Regions from separate parts of the Danio rerio genome. Here region 2 is linked to region 1. The links are chromatin contacts, called in public Micro-C maps. All regions are on one chromosome and are shown on one strand. Each heading gives the region's core, a stretch centred on a gene start, on an enhancer-like site or on the middle of the called end of the contact. The rest is flanking DNA. Distances are from core to core; before and after follow the strand shown. Region 1 has its middle 24 kb from the start of mfsd12a. Region 2 holds the start of prrx1a (paired related homeobox 1a).

The links. Hi-C and Micro-C count contacts between places; a contact is called where the count stands out from the background.
Region 2: a contact with region 1 is called in a Micro-C map of caudal fin, with 4 times the contacts expected there. The contact joins the promoter of prrx1a here to the enhancer-like site in region 1. A contact is called at or near these places in 3 of 18 Hi-C or Micro-C datasets (caudal fin, embryo and fibroblasts) and 1 of 4 datasets of contacts at active chromatin or transcription factors (caudal fin).

The regions. Positions count from the first base shown.
Region 1 is chr2:26,431,942-26,437,846 of GRCz12tu, forward strand. No RefSeq gene overlaps it. Among named protein-coding and RNA genes, the nearest start is that of mfsd12a, 24 kb to the left of the region's middle. Within about 2 kb of position 3,395, at least 2 of the 62 cell types and tissues checked have an H3K27ac peak or open chromatin away from gene starts, as enhancers often do. A contact at or near this core is called in caudal fin, where this site is marked.
Region 2 is chr2:26,498,367-26,504,723 of GRCz12tu, forward strand. It overlaps prrx1a (paired related homeobox 1a), which reads right to left and starts at 3,599. Exons shown (of 4, transcript NM_214734.1): 1 at 3,227-3,599; 2 at 407-582; 3 at 116-297. The coding sequence starts at 3,473. All of the region lies in intron 4 of LOC103910044 (a long non-coding RNA gene), which reads left to right.

The DNA.
Region 1 (5,905 bases), core at 2,145-4,644:
ATTAAACTAGAATGGAAAACGAAAATGTATGAAAACAGACAATGTGCTAGCGGATAATTATTATTACATTTATATATTATGTTTATATATTTATATATTATCATGGTAATAAAAAGTTGTCAAAGTAAAACTGGAGTGTTAAAGCAATAGGAAATATGCAGATTTGTTTTTACAGATTTTTTTTTTCAGTAAGCCAGCTCAATCAGTCCTGGTGAACTGTCATGCAAATTACATTACAAAATAGCCACATTTCAGATCTGATTTCTTTAAAAATCAGTGATCTTCACTGCTTGATTGATATAAAATATAAAATGGTCTCGGATCAAACTGCATGAAATTCTATTGTTCTGCTCCATGTCTTTAAAATGTGGAAATTTATTTTACCCTAGTATTTTCAATGGACTTTCAGAGCTCGCCTGCTGCTTCTTATGACTTTTCTTATCTCATTTTATGCCTGAACAACTAAAATGTTTTACATGCATTACAACATCGATGCTGTAAAAGGGGTCTTATAAATTTAAAATCACCACAAACCTAAAATTGTCAGTGTCTGAGAAACCCTTGCTGTGCATGTATCCCTTTGCTGATTAGAGACGAGCGCGACATGGCACAAAAGCAGCAGAGCTTTTATTATGACACAGTCCACCGATTCTCATGGGTTCTGGAAATGCTTGAAAACGCTTGAAGTTTAATGTAGTCTGTTAAAGGTACATTACTAATAATTATTTAAATAAAATGAATCTCTTTGCTTTTCCATAAAAAGGAAACTGGTGTCTGTGCATGTGCCTGTATTGTGATCTGCCTGTTTCCTCCTTTGAAATTGAAATTATAATATCGGTTACACTTTAGTTAAAGTAATAATTTAGAGTATTTTCTACTGGCTTATTACTTGTCTATTATTAAGATATTAACTGTTTATTAGCACTTATAAAGTATGATCTTGTTTACATCCCTAATCCTATCCAATACCTAAACCCAACTTCTAACTTAATAACTATTAATACGCATCTAATTAGTAGTTTATTGAGGTAAAAGTCTTAGTTAATTTTTTGTTAATGGCGTGAACTGTAGTTTAAAATAATATAAAGGGAACGAGAATGCAAGAATAATAATTGAGAAGCACCCTGTGTCTCTTCAGTCACATTTCTTTTTCATTTTGATGCTTCAGCAGATCACCATGACTACATCATGCTTAAATGCTGCCATGTCATTGGTTGATTAGATATTTGCTTTAAAAAGCAACATAACTGGGCGATGTGGTGGCACAGTGGTTACCACGTTCGCTTCACAGCAAAAAGCGCACTGGTTCGAGCCTCGGCTGGGTCAGTTGGCATTTCTGTATGAAGTTAGCATGTTTCCCCCGTGCTTGCATGGGTTTTCTCCAGGTGCTCAGGTTTCCACCATGACATGTGGTATAGGTGAATTGGGCATGCTAAAATTGTCCTTAGTGTATGAGTGTGTGTGTGTAAATGAGTGTGCATGTATGTTTCCCAGTGATGGGTTGCGGCTGGAAGGGCATCGCTGCTGGATAAAACATGCTGGATAAGTTCGTTCGGCTGTGGTGACCCCAGATTAATAGAGGGACAAAGCTGAAAAGAAAATGAATGAATGAATAAGGCAATTTAATTGATGTACCTAATAAAGTGGCCAATGAGTACATTTTGAGAAACTGTAATGCCCATGAAACTTAAAGTGGCCAGATGGAGGTGCCAGAACTGCCTGTGTAAAGGGATAGTTCAGCCAAAAATCTAAATATACTCACTTGAAACCTTTATGGCTTTTTTTCTGTTGAGCACAAAAGAAGATATTTTGAAGAATGTTTGAATACAGTAACCACTCACACCCATAGTAGGAAAATCAAATAGGAAGTCATTGTTTACTGGTTTTCAGCACTTTTCAAAGGATTTTCTTTTGTAGAGATGAAACTACAAAAAACTTAAGATGAAAAAAAAAAAAATAAAACTCCAAACAGGTTTGTGATGAGAAAAGGGTGAGTAAAAGATGAAAGAAATTTCAGTTTTGGGCGAGCTATCTTTTAGGAATGCTGGAATTTCCTGACTTAAACATGGAACAGCTTTAACATGTGTAGAAATTACAGGTTTTTACATAACAGAAATTGGTAATAATAATTTATTGGGTACAGCTGTCCAATTGCTTGTTAACGCAAATTTCTAATCAACCAATCACATGGCAGCAACTCAATGCATTTAGTCATGTAGACATGGTCAAGACGATCTGCTGCAGTTCAAACCAAGCAACAGGTGATTTAAGTGACTTTGAACGTGGCATGTTCAATGTTGCATGTTGGTGCCAGATGGCCTGGTCTGAGTATTTTCATGCACAGCCATCTCTAGAGTTTACAGAGAATGGTCAGAAAAAGAGAAAACATCCAGTGAACAGCAGTTCTGTGGGCACAAATGCCACACTGGGTGCTACTGTCAGCAAAGAACAGAAAATTAAGGCTGCAATTTGCACAGGCTCACCAAAATTGGACAATAGAAGATTGGAAAAACGTTACCTGGTCAGATGAGTCTTGATTTCTGCTGTGACATTCGGATGGTGGGGTTAGAATTTGGTGTCAACAACATGAAAACATGGATTAATACTGCCTTGTATCAATGGTTCAGGGTGATGGTGTAATAATGTGGGAGATATTTTCTTGGCACATTTTGGGCCCATTAGTACCGATTGAGCATCGTGTCAACAACACGGCCTACCCTTCCCTTTATGCCCACAGTGTACCCATCTTCTGATAGCTACTTCAAGCAGTATAACGTACCATGTCATAAAGCATGAATCATCTCAGACTGGTTTCTTGAACATGACAAAGAGTTCACTGTACTCAAATGGCCTCCACAGTCACCAAATCTCAATCCAATAAAGCACCCTTGGGATGTGGTGGAACAGGAGGTTCACGTAATGCATGTGCAGCTGACAAATCTGCAGCAACTGTGTGATGCTGTGATGTCAATGTGGAGTAAAATCTCTGAGGAATATTTTCAGTTCCTTTTGTTAAATCTACGCTACGAAGGATTAAGGCAAACGGGGGTCAAACTCGGTACTAGTAAGGTACATCTAATAAAGTGGCCGGTGAGTGTAATAGTTCATTGTGAATTTTCTGGATCATACATGATCACAGCTGACAAGAAAGAGCCTGTTTTTTTCCATCCCCTGTTAAAACCCAACACTTTTTCAAGCCTTTTAGTCAGATGGCAAGCAATGTTAGTTAAGAAAAGGGTAAAATCCAGGAGGTGAAGCCCTCAGAGAGATAATAACTCTGGTGTGGTTTTTATTTGGGGGAATCCCAGAGGCCACAATTACCAATCACATCCATATTGGCAGCAATCAAACATCTAGCAGGTCCTAAACATTTACTGTGCACACTCATTAAAGATGATTAAAAACATGACGGAGAGCGGATCAGACAGGTTTAAACGCTGAGGGACATTTAAAGACTTCCCAGCCTAATTGAAAACAACAACAGGAAATAGAAACTGTTGGTGTGGGGGTGGGGGAATGAATCATTAAAGAACAAAACATGATCAGCAAGAATAAAACTGAAGTGAATAAAGTAGACCTGAAGTGAACAAGAGGCCTACAACAATAAGCTTAAACAGATGGAAGCGGTTTCTTGTTTTGTTCGCTTTTCAAATGTCGCCGTTTCTTCTGATCATGCATTTGGTGCATAAAACCTCTGCTTTATTACTTGTTTGGCTCTTTAGAAACATCATGCACTCGTCATTATATAAATAGAATGTTTCATAGTTTGACGTTTAAATAAACAGAATGTTTCAAAGTTTAAATAATTGGAATGTTTCATAGTTTCAACTCTGACTTCAAGTTTAGTCGTTAGTTTAATAAGTTGAAAGAGCGGTGAGCCGAGCGATAAAACATCATCAGCAATAAATATAATTTCTTTTATAGGTCCCCTGTGCATTGACAAGTTTACTCTGTGCTTTATTACTATTTTTTAAAAATGGCTATATTCATTTTTCAACATCTTACATCATCTGGAAATATGTCTGTTTATTATCCATCAAACTGCTTTTTCCAAGGCTATAAATGTTTGTTTTTACATCCAAAGACAATCAGTGTGGCTGAAGTACTAGTTTCACGAAGAACACTTTCAGTGTTCGTTTTCAAAAGGCTCTTTGGAAGTTCAAAGTCTTTTCATCTTTTTGAAGCTTGTTAGACAGTTTAACTATGTGGTGGATTTTGAGAGATGATATATGAATATAAAGTAGATTTGAAGTAAATTGAAGTGGAAATCGACTTATTTGAAATTAAATAGTATATATGATTTTATGATGTAAGGCAGGGATGCCCAAACTCAGTCCTAGAGGGTCGGTGTCCTGGAGAGTTTAACTCCAACCCTAACCAAACACATCTGAACCAGCTAATCAAGCTCTTACACAATATATATTGAAACGTCCTGGTAGGTGTGTTGAAGCTAGTTGGAGCTAAACTCAGCAAGACACCAGCCCTCCAGGACTGAGTTTGGACACCCCTGATGTAGGGGCATCCGCTGTGTAAAACATATTCTGGATAAGTTGGCTGTTCATTCTGCTGTGGTGACCCCTGAATAAAGGGACTAAGGAAAATAAATTAATTAATTCATTACATGATGTAATATTTTGATACGGGGGCAACAAAGTGGCTCAGTGGGTAGCACGTTCACCTCACAGAAAGAAGGTCGCTGGTTCGAGCCTCGGCTGGGTCAGTTGGGGTTTCTGTGTAGAGTTTGCATGTTCTCCATGTGTTCGCATGGGTTTCCTCCGGGTGCTCCGGTTTCCCCCACAAGTCAAAAACACATGGTATAGGTGAATTGGGTAAGCTAAATTCTCTGTATGTATGTGTGTGAATGAGTGTGTATGTGTCAGATGTGATAGGTTGCAGCTGGAAGGGCACTCGCTGTGTAATACAGTACATGTGCTGGAAAAGTTGGTGGTTCATTCAGCTGTGTCGACCCCAGATTAATAAAGGGACTAAGCTGAAAAGAAAATGAATGAATGTTTAAAACCATAAATACTATCACTAGGAATTCTTTGAAATGGCCAATCACTTTTAACCAGTTGGTGGCGCTGCACACAAATTGGTGTTGTGTGGTCAATTTGGGCTGACCCCCAGAGTTACTATTAGGGGCCCCCTAATTTTCACTTTCATTCACGACACAAATAATTTCAAAAATTCTTTACTAATTTTTGCCATCATGCTCTGATTTAATTTCTTTGAAGAGCCAAGTTTACAAACAAAATTGTTTTACCTTTTAAAAGAGACGAGAGATAAAACTGTTGAAGTTATATTTACCTCTGAATAGTTTTAGACCCAGGAAGTAGACAGACATTTAATATCTAAAGAAGTTTTTGAAGTCTTCGCATAACAAATCCTCTCTATAAGTCTGTTTTATCAGACAGAAATGCAAGTTTTTTTTATATTTCGTCATAAATTTTTTTAGCACTCTGTGCCATTGGCCAAAAATAGCCCTAGACTGCTTCATACAGTGATGTCTAAGTCACATCAAATTTCATAGATCTACACAGTTAACATGATTTAACCAAGTGGAACATGTTGGATCAACATCTCCTGGAACAACATTCCAATCAACCAATTAGATTTCAGGGATGCATTTACCAATTGAGTTTAGGCGTATAACAATCATAAGTTAGAGTTTTAACTAGAGCTGCACGATCTTGAAAATTTTGACATTACGATATTTTATTTTTCTGCAATAAATATTACGATATGAATACAGATTCACAAGATAGTTTGAATAGCACTATTTGATATTTGACTAATTTGGTTTGTTAAGGGAGCCTAACAGTATTCAGGTACAGAAATAAAAAAAATCACAATGCAAAAATGCTTTTCTTCCTTTGAATAGTCTTGTTTTTAGTCCAAATATCTA
Region 2 (6,357 bases), core at 2,349-4,848, 67 kb after region 1:
GATGTCTAATATCATACATTTATGAATAACCTACAATATCCAGCACTACAAATATTCCCTCTGATGAAATAATGGTGAATTTAGGCAGTCATATAAAAAGTGTTGGATTTCCTACCTGTATGACGGTGAGCTTCCCCAGGACAGGTAGTCATTGGGTCTGGGTGCGGGTCGTGGGACAATGGGCTGCTCTACGGCTGTTACTTCTCCTGAGAAAGACTTGAGCAATGAAGCATTTTTACTTGCCAGCATCGCACGTTCATTTCGTCGAAACTTAGCCCGTCGATTTTGAAACCATACCTGGAAATTAAAGAAAGGTGTTGAGCTTGTCATGCATAGATGGAGATCTATCATGATGGAGACCATTAGAAAGGAGAAGGTCAAACACAGGCTAATACAAATCTCTAACCTGAACTCGTGCTTCAGTGAGGTTGACCCGTCGTGCCAAGTCCTCCCTGACGAAAGCATCGGGGTAATGCGTCCTCTCAAACACTCTCTCTAAGGCCTGCAGCTGACTGCTGTTGAACGTGGTTCTGTTTCGCCTCTGTTTACGCTTCTTCTTCTCCTCTGCGTTGAGCTGCTCGTCTGGAGGCGCACAAATAGTCAAATATTAATATGACGTGAATATCCAAATTATAATGTGGGTCAGATTCTTGCACTGTAAAAAGGCTGGCTTCCACACAGCCTGGATTTGTGTTGAGACTACATGAAGGAATTAAGCTAACTCGTTAATTTTTACAAATTTAAGTGGATTGAACCTAAAACAATTAAGTTGCCCCGAAAAAAAAAAACAAGAATTTTTTTGCTGCTCATTTTAAATAAGTATTTATTTTTACAATTCAGTAAATCCTAGTGAGACAGTGTTTGTGTAGGAAATTCAACCAAAAGAAACAGACATTTCTTAAAATGTCTCTGGGAGTGTTTAATAATTGTTTAATAGGCGATCAGAATTTGATTAAGGCAATTTAAATGTGTATATACATGTATATGCTGGGTTTCAACCAGAATTTGGGTAAATTATGAACAAACCCATACCACTGGGTTAAACATTTACACACACTACATTTATCCTTCTTTAAAATAAATGATACATAAAAATACTAAAGAAGGAAAAATTAAACAACACACAAAACAGCTTAGCTAATTATGCATACTATCATTTTCTAATCTAGTTATGGTCAGGCCATAATCATTTATAAGCATATCAACACAATTATAATTATAAGTAATTATCTATGTTCTGTCATGATGTTTCATGATTTTTATACAGAATTTTAGAGAGATTTTAACTTCGTGTTTATGATGTTTGCTGCTTTGGTCTGCAAAACAGATTTAATTTTAAAGATTTTTTTACATGTAGACTACAGAACAATAAATTATTAATGTGTAAATATTTTAGGTTCTCCAGTCTTATTTTTCTCTTGCATAAATTAAATTGCACCAAAAGAAATGGAACATAAAAGGACGAAATTATACAGTTATTTTTAATATACAGATTTTGTTAAATTGCCTGAAAAAAAGTTTAACAGTCTCTTATATAAATTGTCTTCTGTACTTTTGCTTCTTTATCCTACTTTTTCTTTCTATAGTTTGTGGCTGATTTAGAGGTAAATGCTAATTATAATATCTAGGCCTTTTTTTTTTTGGTGTAGGAAAAATGCAAATCGTTGTAGACTTGCTACTTTCTGGATGCATCAATCAGTTCTTAAATCGCCCCATAAAACCTCCCGGAGAGAAGTAGAGAGAAAACACCACAGTGACGAATTGATTCGCCCCAATTTCTCCAAGGCCGTAAAGTCGAGAAGTTGAAAGCAGAGGTTATCAGTACTGCAGGCCTAGAGCTTGAACAGGTCTACATTTGACAGCAAAAAACATTTAAACTTTATCGTCTTTTGCCAACTGATAGCCTATGCGCTTATAGGTCTATAAGGTGATCTTCAGTTCGGCTATATGGTTTCTCTCATTCATATTTTGAATGCAACACTTCAGCAGTCCTGTCTAAAATGTTGGCTAAATTATTTAACAAAATAACTAGGCAACATGAATAAACATATTAATGAAACACAGAGGCCTAAATGCATTCGCACGATGCTTAAAATCGTGTTGCTGAAGGCCTAGTTGTACTATTTAGTCCGACGGAAAACACGCTGTTATTATTTAGGCTAGGCCCCTTAAAATTAATTTCGTTTTAATTAGTATTTCGGTTGACGAAAAAATACCTTAAAAGTGAGCTTTTTAAAAATTCAAATCAACATAGTTTTAGTCAAATAAACAAGACTATTTGGTTTGATTCATGGTTGCATGATCACTTGTTTACAGCAATTTCCATAAAGTTTTAAATAGAGTAATACGATAGTAACTTTAGTACGATAGTAAATTATAGTTTTTTAAGTAATATATCTTTTAAAACGTAGTTGAACTATTTTTTCGAATCACATTCAGAAAGATAGCTGATGCATCCATTGCATTTTTGAGCATTCAAATGTTTTTACTATTATGCATTTTGCAGATGTTTTATTGTTTTCTATACTGAGAAGTAAATATTAAATAAATAGAAATTGGCCTACTGAAATTTAACAGACTCTCTCGACTTCCGTACATGCATTAGACTAGTAGGCCTACTAGAAGTCTGCAAAAGTAATATACTTTTAATTTTATTTAATAGATAAAGATATTTTATTTTAACAAGCTTGGATATCGAAGAATATATTTGCTACATTTTACGTTGGCTTATTTTTAAACGGCCTATTTTTAAACGTGTATACCGTTGGAATAGTCTATAACATTTTGAAACACTTCCATTAATTAAAGTAAATTGGTAAACAAACGCATATAGGGTAAACGAAGAAGAATGTGTTTTCATTCTCACTGTGTCCCTACAGAATAGTGCATGTCAAAAAAATGACCCTCATATTGGTGCATGTCATTGTCATGCATTTGCTAATGTGATAATCACATCTATTACTGCATGTGCTATCAACAATAGATAACAATCAATGTATATTAGCATGTACAAATTATTTGTAAATATATTTCCTTTTTTAGGAGATCCTAAATTGCCTGCGTAATTTAAGAAGTGGCTACACTTTTCCATTTTTCCCCTGTGTGACTTTTGAAGTTTAAATCTTCCTTTGCTATGAAAAAATATATAATTTGGAAAGCCCATTGACTATAATCCAGATTCTCCTTTTTTTTTTTTAAGGCTCGTATTTTGTTCTCCAGCACTTACTCTCCTGCTGTGTAGTGTCGCTCCCGCTGGTGAGTCCCGGAGACTCCAGCATACTCCTGCCCGCCTCCCCTGCGCTTTCCTCCGCTTGAGCTCCCACCATCTCCCGCGCCTCCTCCAGATCCAACAGGTGGCTCACGGAGAAGTTCTTTTTAGCCTGTAAATGATCCTGATTCGCGGTGATCGCAGTCTCCAGTCGGTTTGGTAGTGTGGCTTGTCTGTCCATTACATGAGCATAGCTGGAAGTCATGACGCAAATTGACGAAACCCAAGATATCCTCTACCTACAACCAACATGGGTTACGTTTCGACCATAAACAACCACTCTATACTCGACAAATTTATCGATTTCTGTTTTTACATCCGTAGATCGGCGTCTTGTGAATCCAAAAAAGGCGTATTTGCTAGCTCTCTTTTATTTGACAATCGCGCGTCTTCATGGGAAACTGCATCACAGAACAAACATCTCCAGTTCAAGAGCTCCAAAGTTTCCAAAGTTTTGCCGATGACTCCACTCTTAACTCTGCAGCAGAGACTTTCCCCTCTCATTCCCAGAGTGAGGGAATGAGTAAACTGGCGAGGAAGGTTTGATGGCACAGATGAAGGATTTACGCCCAATGGTAGGAGGCCGGACGAGCTTCTCTCAGCTTCTTTCTCCGGTACTTCAAACGGCGCACACTGGCGCTGAGGGGGGAGCCTGAGAGCCAAATACACGAAAATTTAAAGCCCTGGGGAAGGATGATACACATACAAGAAGTCCTAATTACGTGGCGATGTTTTTGTCTGTGTTTAAACGTTTAACGTCTATTTTTTCCACCTCCACTGAAATACGGAGTCTAATAATGACGTGATATAAATAATTACAGAATTTTAGAAATGCATTGAAAATGCGTTTCATGCATAAACTGTCTTAAATACAACTGCAAATATGATTAACGTATTTTAGAATTTGTTTAGCAGGCTATATCCTGTGTAGAATTATTGTTTTATAGGCATTATTGTTGTCATCTTTCACCCAACAAGTGAAATAAACATTTTAAGAAGGCAATTTTCGGAAAATGATCATAAAATATTTGAGAATTTTACTATAATTTTTTCACAGCTGTTTTCTTGTTTAAAAATGAATTTTAAAAATATAGAACATTTTTTATTATATGTAGGCCTAATTTTGTTGTTGTTTCTTTGAATATAATCAGTTTTAGAGGTCAAATTAACATTCAAAATTCTTCCACTATACTCACGCTGTGTTTTGTTGTAACATGAGAATAAAACCAGTAGGCCTACCAAGTATTAAATGGGTGAATGACGTAATCCATTTTGAACGTGATAAACATTGGATCATTTTAAGTAGGCTAACTGATTTCCTTTGCAATATAAGCTTATTTTATTTATTTCTCAATTTAATTGCTAGTACATACTTAAATGGCTTAATCGGAATTCTTGAATTCATTCATGCTATTATTATTATTATTATTATTATTTTGACTCATTTTAGTCTAGCAGTATATCTGGAACATTATTTGTCAGTAAATCTAGTTACGTTCAACAGTTGGCCAAGCATTTTTTGTTTTAAAAAGATGTCTAATAGATGTCTAAACAAAGTCGTCTTGGCTAAAACAAGACTAAATTTGGGTTGTCAGTGAAAATCTATCTAAACGTAATAATAGACCAAAAGACTATAACAGAAATGAATGACTACACATAAAAAGTCTGTTTAATCCGTCTAATTGACCACTATTTCGGCTATTCCAATTAGGTTTTCACTGACACAAGTTTAGCCTTGTTTTAGCCAGGCTGTGTACGTTTAGATGTCCATTAGACATCTATTAAACACAAAATTGTTTGCTGGGTGGGTTTAACTGAACATGCATTTTGTGTTTCCAAGCAGCATTCTTCAACTTCACTAAATCATGGTGTGGTGGAGAAAAGTTTGAATCAAGAAATAACGGCCTTGTTAAGCTCAAGTGATCCTAAGTAACACGAACCCTTAAAATGATCAAAGTCATAAACGCTGGCGTAGCTCTCATGAGTATCGTGCGTTCAGCACTGGTGTCAGCTCGTGATGTGACACTAAAATGTTGTTCTTTTTCAGTGGGTTTACAGAGCATTGCGTGCGTGCGCTTTTAAAGAGCCTCACGACAGGAGGGGATCGAGCTCCGCATGTGTCGCAATGACATGAGTTCAGGCTCCAGGCTGCCTGTGTGCCTCTGTCAGCCTCCGAGGTCTGGGAAAAGAACACTTGATGCCATCAAAGGGGCGCAGATTGAATCCAGATGTGCAGAGCCTCTCTCCTTCTTTCCGTGCATTTAATTAAGGAGCTTGGATTGAGGAGATCTTTCTTCATCATTAGTTTCCCCCAAGATCCCATTTCTCCCTCGAAGCCCAGCTCGCTGCCTGGTGCCAGCGCGAGACTTTGCTTTTATTATTATTGTTATACTCTGCCCTTAAATCTGCCACATATCGAAACCTCGAGTCGTTGTGAAGAATGAGGGTTTTTGCCTTTTTTGAACGCAAGGAAACAAAACTAGGCCTGTATAGGCTACAAGAAACGTTTTTAATCAGCCTCCATTACATGATTTTCTTTATGTGCTGGACTTAAGGCTATATCTGTGAATACAGATAAAGCAGTACATTTCTGCCCTAAAACAAAATTACAGTAGGTTAATAAAACGTCATCGTCGAGCAAGCTCTATATTTTACCGAAATGTAGGCAATAAAAAAAAATTGTAATATAGACTGAATAAAGTAAAATAATCAGCATTGGAAAAGTTAAAGAGAAGCCTATTTGTTGGCGTATGATAAAATATCACAGCGGTTGTTTTTAATGAGCCGTACTTGCAGTGCATTATTAGGAGGCAAAAGAAATATTGGTCGTGTGGTAATGCTAATATCAGTGAAGATCCAACTAGCTATAAAACAGACTATTTTTGTTCACTTCAATAGGCTATATTTTGTATCTTGCCATTAGGTTTGTGGCAATCCGTCATACTTTTTCCTTGCCTAATTGTAAAATATAGGCTAGGCCTACAGCTGAAAAGCTGAATGAAGTGAAAACTTTGAAACTCTGATCGAAACATTGATATCTCATTTAACGATATTTTAAAAATGACAACAGACACATATAACAATGTAGC